Linked DNA regions of Sus scrofa: regions 1 and 2 are each linked to region 3. The links are chromatin contacts, called in public Hi-C and HiChIP or PLAC-seq maps. All regions are on one chromosome and are shown on one strand. The core of a region is the stretch at or near the end of the contact, and the rest is flanking DNA. Distances in the headings are between cores, read along the strand shown.

Region 1 (2,700 bases), core at 4-2,503, 180 kb after region 3:
CAGGATTGCTTCTGCACAACCAGATGAATGCAGCCTTGAGGAATAGTGAAGGGAGAATCTGGCCTGGGATGTAACTGAGCTCAAAGCTTAATTTTCTAAATAAAATGGAAACTAATGCCATGGCTGCTGCCAAGAAAACTGATGGAAATGTTTCAAAATGACTGTCTAAAGAATATGTTTCAGAAATAGAGATGTCTCCTTAGAAATAAAAAGCTCTTGTCTGAAAGAGCACACTATTGAGAAGTATACTCTAACAATCACATTTCACAATAAAGTAACTTAAAAGGACAATGCAAGAGAGAAACCGAAGTTTCACCTACAGTTACTATACAGCTGTGTAACTCTGAAATCATTCATCCAACTTATGACCTAAGGACTTTGCTGCATTGCTATATTTCAACTAAAAAGTTTAAATAATTAGTATTAGCACTTTTCAAAATTATGTACTTGGAAGCACATACACATTTCCAATCAGAAAATCTGAGAAGAAAAAAGTATTGGTTTCAAGAATACAAAATAAAGTAGTGATGGGGCGTTGGGTGGACTCTGGGAGACAAGGGTGAGATCAGAGGGTGAAGGGGTTCTGTGAGAAGATAGGAAAGAAGACCTCAAGAACCTAGGAAAAGAACTCCGGGACAGGGATGGTGAAAGAGGCAAGGCACCTAAAGCCAAGAATGGGAAAAGAACTCTGTGGAAAGATTAAGCGGGATGCTTAAGACAGGTGGGGTGAAACGGATCCCAGGGGCTGAGAACGGGGTCTTGGATGCAAATGCCTAGGTGCGAAGACCCGAGAGTAGTTAATGAGAGAGAGCGTCTCCTGAAGGTGGGGGCTGGGAAACCATAAGGCCAGAGACCTGACTTACTTTCTCCGCTGGACTTGCACTGCTTTAAACACATCTTCCCGTTTCAGCACCACGAAGTCGCCGTCGCGGATGCAGTGATCCCCGGGATGCAGTGGCTGTGGGCCCGGTTGCTCGTCAGAGCCCTCCATGACGCTCAGCCGATCTCTGAGCTCCGCGGCGTCTCTCTAGTTCCCTCTCCGCCCCTCGTCTAGGGTTGTCGCCGCCGGCGGCCTGGCCTCGCACAAACCGAGGGGACGCCGAGCCCAGAGATCTGCACCTCCCCCACGTGCTGCGCACCGCTTCCGCTTTCCGGTCAGAGCCTCAGGACAACTTCCGGGAGCCTCACAGCTTCCGTCTGGCCGATCTCCTTGATTGGCTGCCCTCCATCTCGCCCCTCCCGTCACGCCGCAGCTACGGGCGGAAGTTGCGTCACAGAAGCGCCAAAAAAGAACTTAGAAGACTGGAGTTAGGTTTCAGACCCTGTTGTGGCTGCCTGAAGTAGACCTATTCGGCGACCCACTGCAGCCTCAGTGGAGAAGCCGAGGTCCCCGAGCAGCTTTGACGTACAATCCTTGGCCCCTCCCGGGGACGTCAGGTAAGCTGAGGGCGAAGAGTCTGCGGGACTTAGGCAGAGTCATCTGAGGAGCTCGGACCGTGGAGTCTCCTCCGCTCCGCCGAGCTTCCCCCAGCTAGGAAGGGAGAGCCAACCCATCCACGAACTAAGAGAGCTCTGTGACCTGTCATCCTTTGCAAGTAAAAACTTAGTCTGAGAAGACTTAAATGAAGCGAGGTATTTGACCAAGCATAGCAGCTCGACGGGCGGGTCCTTGCCTCTTTCTCCAGTCCTACTCCTTAGTAGTTATTCCCACTGTATTACCTCCTTTGAGAAAGATAGGGGACATAGCGTTGTCGAAGGAGAGCTTCAGCCTGGGAATGTGGATAGGAAATTTGAGCTTCGTTCTGTCACCAGTTGATCAGTTAATTTTTTTTAATTTTATTTCATTTTTTATTACTCAAATGAATTTATCACATCTGTAGCTTATAATGATCATAACAGTCTGATTTCACAGGATTTCCATCGCACAGCCCAAGCACATAGTTAATTTTTTTTTTTTTTGCTTCAGTTTCTTGACGTACGATGTGGTCTACATGATTATCAAAGCCATGTTAGTGCCTTAAGATCGTGAACTTGTTTAGTTATTAACGTATTAATTAAATCTTTTTAAATAGAGCTGCGGGAGTTCCCATTGTGGCGCAGCGGAAACGAATCCGACTAGGAACCAAGAGGTTGAGGGTTCGATCCCCGGCCTCGCTCAGTGGTCAAGGATCCGCGTTGCCGTGAGCTGTGGTGTAGGTCACAGACGCGGCTCAGAACTGGCGTTGCTGTGGCGTAGGCTGGCAGCTACAGCTCCAATTAGACCTGTAGCCTGGGAACCTCCATATGCTGTGGATGCAGCTCTAAAAAAAAGGCAAAAGACAAAAATATAAAAATAAGTAAATAAATATAGATGCAGATACGCTGCCTGGTAATGAATTGCGTTAGAGTATGGGTATATTTTTATACATTTTAACCCTTGGGAATGAACTATTGAATTTATAGTTTATTATTGTTTATAGCTGATTAAAATATTATTTATAATGTTTATAAGGTATTAGTTTCAGGTAAACAACATAGTGACCTAATATTTTATGTATTATGTTCCATTCAAAGTTATTATAAGGAGTTCCCATCGTGGCGCAGTGGTTAACGAATCCGACTAGGAACCATGAGGTTGCGGGTTCGGTCCCTGCCCTTGCTCAGTGGGTTAACGATCTGGCGTTGCGATCTGGCGTTGCCGTGAGCTGTGGTGTAGGTTGC
Region 2 (2,820 bases), core at 122-2,621, 130 kb before region 3:
TCAGCTTACGTTTTGAACATATCAAATTTTACTTACTCTGCTACTGAGATTTCTTTTGTGGTCATTTCTGAGTCCAACTTTTCTAAGTCTTACTGGTCTAGAACATTGGTTCTCCCTGGTTAAGCCCAGAACCATCTGAGCCATTTGCAGTTTTACCTGTTTATCTTGTGTTATTTGTATCTAGAATGTTACCAGTTGGAAAAGGACTGATAGCTTGTATTTGTTTCTTAGCTAAGTCTTAACTGTCAGAAATGTAACAAGAAGGAGTAAGGTGAAAGGTTAATGAATAGGAACTGCACAGAAATAGGAAGGGCTGAAAAAGAGTATGAAAAAAACATCAAGTCCAAACATCCTGCTTGGTTCTATCAGTTCCTCTAAGTGTTACATCAGACTAGACAGCTGGCTCAAGGTGAAAGATTTCTTTACAATTCGAGACTAAATTCATGACCGATTTCCTTTGGAAACGAACAGTTGGGTAAAAGGGGGCTGATGAAGCATCGAAACGTTGGAGGCTTTTTTCCAGAAGTCATCAGGGTCATTTAAAGAGCTTTGGAAAAAGTAGAGCTTTAGGAGAAGGGGCAGCTGTCTTAAAATTATTTCAAGGGCACTGATGTCTATTCCTGGAACCTTTTCCTAAGAGAGTAAGGCATTTCGGTTTCTTGGAATGACTGAATTACACAAGCATGCCCAAGACTAAGCAATTTCAGAAAATAAGCAGTTGTCAAAACACTATGAATTACTTAGCGATAAAACCTGAGAGTGGTGGTGGGCGAAGGGTATGCTGCTAGGGGTACACAGACGACTTCAGCTGCATTTATGTTCCTTCGTTCCTTAACTTGCTTTTTGGAACACTCGTGGTTGTGGTAGTCCTATGGTCTATGCATTCTGGTATTTTGAAAACACTACAAAATTTTTGGAGGGTAACTAAGCACCCGGCAGCTCCGCGGAATCGTGACAACAAACGATAAATACAGTAAATATGCGTTACCCACAGACCTACGAGAGCCAACGTCCAGGCCGCGGTCTCCACGGCGGGCAGATCCCGTTCGGGCTGGGGGACCCTCCCCACGCCTCGCCCCACCGCGTCCCCTCGCCGGGTCGCCCTGACAGCTCGGCTGCCACGTGAGCAGCAGCCGTGGCCCCCGCGTCGAGCGCCCGGCCTCCCGCCTCACCTGCCCCGTCCACTGGTCCGCGCCTCCACCGCAGCGCCAGACAGCAGTGCCGCGGGCCGAGGTGCCGGGTACCCGCCGTGCGCACCTCGCCAGCTCTCTCCGAGTCGGACCGCTGCGGCGCCCAGCGGCAGGAAGCGGCTCCGCTCAAACCGGTTTCAGCTGCTCCAGACCAAACCGCCAGGCCATCCCGCGGGGCGGGGCTGGAGGGCTGGCGGGCGGGGCCTGACGTCACGCCCGGCGCCGTCCGAACCAATAGGCGCCCGCGCGTGAGGGGCGGGCCGCGCGAGTTCCTGGAAAGGGCCCGCATCGTCAATCGGTGGTGGCCGGGCATCCCCGGGGTCCCCGGCGTCTGCCTTTTCCGTTGGCTGGAATCCGCCGCGGGTGGCGGCGCCGAGCAGGCCTGGCTTGGGTTCATAGATGCCTATCTTGGAACTCTTAAGTATTAAGACAACCTAGACTAGGACGTGGAGCTGCAATTATAAATTGCATTTTTCCTCATCGGAAAGCGAGAGAAATGAGCAGGCCTGACCTCAGGAACTTTTCCTCCGTTCCAAATTAACAAGCACACTTGGGTCAGATCTTTAGGGTTAAGAAGGAGAATTAAGTGACCTAAGATGGTTGAGCGTTTACAACATTCGCTGCGAAAGCTTGATATTCCAAGCCAGCAGTATCACCTGGGAGCGATCAGAATTGCTCTATTGGGATCCTCTGCCTATTCGAATTGCGTTTAACAAGATCCCCAGATTATTTGTATGTAAATTAAAGTTTGAAGGAAATTTTATGGAAGCTGGAAAAAGTAGCAAAAAATTGTAGTTTAATTTCTGGGGGAAAAAATGAGCTATATTAAGAAAAAAAAAAAAAAAAGCGAGGAGTTCCCATAGTGGCACAGCGGAAACGAATCCGACTAGGAACCATGAGGTTTCGGGTTCCAACCCTGGCCTCGCTCAGTGGGTTAAGGAACCGGGTTGCCCTGAGCTGTGGTGTAGGTTGCAGACGGGGCTGGAATCTGGGGGTTGCTATTGCTCTGGTAAGGCCAGCAGCTGTAGCTCTGATTAGACCCCTAGCATGGGAACTTCCATGTGCCAGGCGTGGGGCCCTAAAAAGACAAGAAAAAAAAGTGAAGTTTTTTTTTCTCTTTTGATGGTCCCAGAAAAATGAGTTAATCAGCATTTGCCACTCACCCAACTTAACATTTTCCAGCATCAAGGTTAACCACTGATTAATTCCTGAAAGAAAATTTTATCAGGTTTTATTTAATCATTTAAATCAAGTGTGATACCGAAAATTTACAAAGAACCGTCTTGGAGTTCCCACTGTGGCATAAGGGGATCAGGGATTTGGGGAGTGCTGGGGTGTGGATTTGACCCCTAGTTGGACACAGTGGGTTAAGGATACGGCATTGCTGAGCTGCAGCTTAAGTCACAACTATGGCACGGATCTGATCCCTGGCTGGGGAACTCCATGTGCTGCAGGGAAGCAAAAAAAAAAAAAACCCAAAAAACAAAACAATAATAATAAAATTGGAGTTCCTGTTGTGGTGCAGTGGTTAAAAAATCCGACTAGGAACCATGAGGTTGCAGGTTCAGTCCCTTGCCTTGCTCAGTGGGTTAAGGATCTGGCGTTGCCGTGAGCTGTGGTGTAGGTTGCA
Region 3 (2,700 bases), core at 185-2,684:
GAGAAAGAAGAGCTTATAAAGGAGCTTGTAGATGAATTTTTGAGAGGAAAGAGAAAAATTAGAAGAAAGCGGTATCAGAGAAGCTCAGGGACAAGGGCTTTACAGAAGGAGGGAGTGATCAGCAATGTTCAGTGCCGTTGAGAACCAGGTGTATCCTCAGACAAACTCAAATTGAGGGACATTCTACTCATTACTGAACTGTACTCTTCAAAATGTCAGTGCCAAGAAATACAAAGAAAAATGGAGAAACAGAGACTAAGCAAGACTAAAGAGACAGGAAAACTGAGAATGCAGTGAATGATCGGAATTTTCTTTTGTTATTTTAAAGTCATTTTATTTTATTTTATTTTATTTTTTGTCTTTTTGTCTTTTTTAGGGCCACACCTGTGGCATATGGAGGTTCCCAGGCTAGGGGTCTAATTAGAGCTGTAGCCCCCAGCCTATGCCAGAACCACAGCAATGCCAGATCTGAGCCACGTGTCTGTGACCTACACCACAGCTCATGGCAACGCCAGATCCTCAGGGATCAGACCTGCAACCTCATGGTTCCTAGTCAGATTTGTTTCCACTGCACCAGGACGGGCTCTCCTAAAGTCATTCTAAATTGTTGTATAATCAGATAATTAATTTCATTCAATAACATTTGAGTTTATCATTTCTATTTTTTGTTGGGGGGGCATGCAGAAATTCCTGGGCCAGGGATTGAACCTGAGCCACAGCAATAACCTGAGCCACAGCAGTGACAATGGCTGATTCTTAATCTTTAGGCCACCAGGGAACTCCCTGGAAGAGTTTTTAATGAGATATATTACATAGAAAAAAGTGAAAATCAAAATTATACACTGATTATCAAAGCACAAAGCTGGAAGCAAAAGCTGAATTTATATTTACTGTGTTAGGTTTGTCTGAATGTGAAGGAACGTTTTACTTCTAATTGTATCTTTAAATTTGACTTCAAAACGTCACTATATCAGCCAGACTGTAGTATCTGGCAGGTAGTTCGCCGAACTTCAGCTAGTGTTATTTAAAATCTTCATCCTGAGCATAAGATTCCTAACTTATGGGGTTCTATACTAGTGTAGGCATCTATAGGAGGCTGTAGGTGTACAGTGCTTTTTCAAGAATATGATGAGATGGAAATAGTAACCCTCATTCGCTTATCTGTGGTCCTGACATTTTGGCGGTGTGCAGCAGTACCCGCCTGCAACATATTGAAATATTAACATTATCTTTTTAAATCTCTCTACTTTTCATGTTTTTCAAAGTGTAGATATTGAAGTTTTCAAAAATTTAAAATATTTTTCTTGTTCCCTTTAGCGTCTACCAAGCACACTCATCAATAAAACCTCTAGAAACTGCCGAAACTAGCCCTACGTGGAACGCATCATTGGCTATACCCATGCCCTCAGTCAAGATGGCCGCAACTCCCTCCCCTTGGTCTTTCCTGCCCTTAGCAAAGATGGTTCCAGCGACTTCCTTTCAACCTCGCTTTTCCCGTAATAAACATGGGGCCTCCGCTTCCGGTTGGAAGCCGCTGCTGTTTCGGGGTGGTGAGTGTCAGTGGGCCCTGGCGATTTTTCTAGGTCAGTTTTCGTTGCAGACGCTCGAGTGCCTTGAATTGGGGGAAAGGTAGGACTCTCCACGAGACTTCAGCCGTTCTTTCCAAACTGGGAAGTTATGGCTGCTTTCCTTGGCACATTCCCAAACTCCTCCCCTCCCATTACATGGGGCGTCTCAGCCACAGCTTTGGGGAAGTCCCAGAATTTGCGGGCCGTGTCTAGATGAGCTTTGGTTCTTCTTTTTAAAAAACAAACTTATTGAGATATAATTCACATATTATAATACAATTTGCATAAAGTATAAAAATTGGAAGTTCCTTGTGGCACAGCGGGTTACGGATCTGTCATTCTGCTCCTGTGTCGAAGGTCCCTATTGCAGTATGGGTTTGATCCCTGGCCTGGAACTTCCACTTGCTGTAGGTGTCAATTCAGTGGGTTTTCGTATATCCTCAGAATTGTGTTTCCATAACCAAAATCTAATTTTAGAATATTTCCATCAGCTCCAGGTGATGAAAACCCTGTACTCATTAGCAGTCACCCCCCCCCCCAACGAGGACCTCCCCAGTCCTAGGCAATTATTAGTCTACTTTTTGTCTCTATAGATTTGTCAGTTTGCGTATTTGATGTAAATGGAATCCTACAATAAGTGGTCTTTCTTGACTAAATTCTTTCACTAAGTAAAATGTTTTAAAAAGTTCTTGTGGCATGTATTGGAACTTAGTTCCTTTATTGCTGAAAAATATTCCTGGTTTTCATATACTACATTTTATTCAGCCATTCATCAGTTCATGGACATTTGGATTGTTTCCACTTTTTGGCTGCTGTGAACATTTGTATAAAGTTTGTGTGGACACATGTTTTTATTTCTCTTGAGCATGTACATATATCTACGAGAGGAGTTGCCAGATCCAGCTGTAACGCTGACCATTTGAGGAATTGCTAAACTGTTTTCCAAAGTACTTGAGCCATTTTACCTGTTTGCATATGGATATCCAGTTGTCTCAGCATTGAAAAGACCATTCTTACCGTGTGAAATTATCTCAGCACCTTGGGGAAAATAAATTGGCCATAAATGTAAGCTTTTACTTTTGGACTCTCAGTTTTATTCCATTAATCTATATGTCTATCCTTATTACAGTTC

Evidence for each region. A called contact is a pair of places that touch in the nucleus more often than the background predicts. HiChIP or PLAC-seq counts read pairs in DNA pulled down with a chosen protein or histone mark.
Region 1: a Hi-C map of skeletal muscle shows a contact between it and region 3, with 4 times the contacts expected there. The contact joins the promoter of MCM8 here to the promoter of C17H20orf196 in region 3. A contact is called at or near these places in 3 of 47 Hi-C or Micro-C datasets (heart right ventricle and skeletal muscle) and 1 of 2 datasets of contacts at active chromatin or transcription factors (alveolar macrophages).
Region 2: an H3K27ac HiChIP or PLAC-seq map of skeletal muscle shows a contact between it and region 3. The contact joins the promoter of GPCPD1 here to the promoter of C17H20orf196 in region 3. A contact is called at or near these places in 4 of 5 promoter capture datasets (fetal liver, fetal skeletal muscle and liver), 19 of 47 Hi-C or Micro-C datasets (alveolar macrophages, blood, brain and 10 more) and 2 of 2 datasets of contacts at active chromatin or transcription factors (alveolar macrophages and skeletal muscle).

What each region holds. Positions count from the first base shown.
Region 1 is chr17:14,789,145-14,791,844 of Sscrofa11.1, forward strand. MCM8 (DNA helicase MCM8) reads left to right here and starts at 1,254. Exons shown (of 17, transcript XR_002339862.1): 1 at 1,254-1,437. TRMT6 (tRNA (adenine(58)-N(1))-methyltransferase non-catalytic subunit TRM6) reads right to left here and starts at 1,174. Exons shown (of 9, transcript XR_002339863.1): 1 at 864-1,174.
Region 2 is chr17:14,474,852-14,477,671 of Sscrofa11.1, forward strand. It overlaps GPCPD1 (glycerophosphocholine phosphodiesterase GPCPD1), which reads right to left and starts at 1,372. Exons shown (of 20, transcript XM_021078049.1): 1 at 1,173-1,372.
Region 3 is chr17:14,609,289-14,611,988 of Sscrofa11.1, forward strand. It overlaps C17H20orf196, which reads left to right and starts at 1,435. Exons shown (of 3, transcript XM_021078198.1): 1 at 1,435-1,550. The coding sequence starts at 1,506.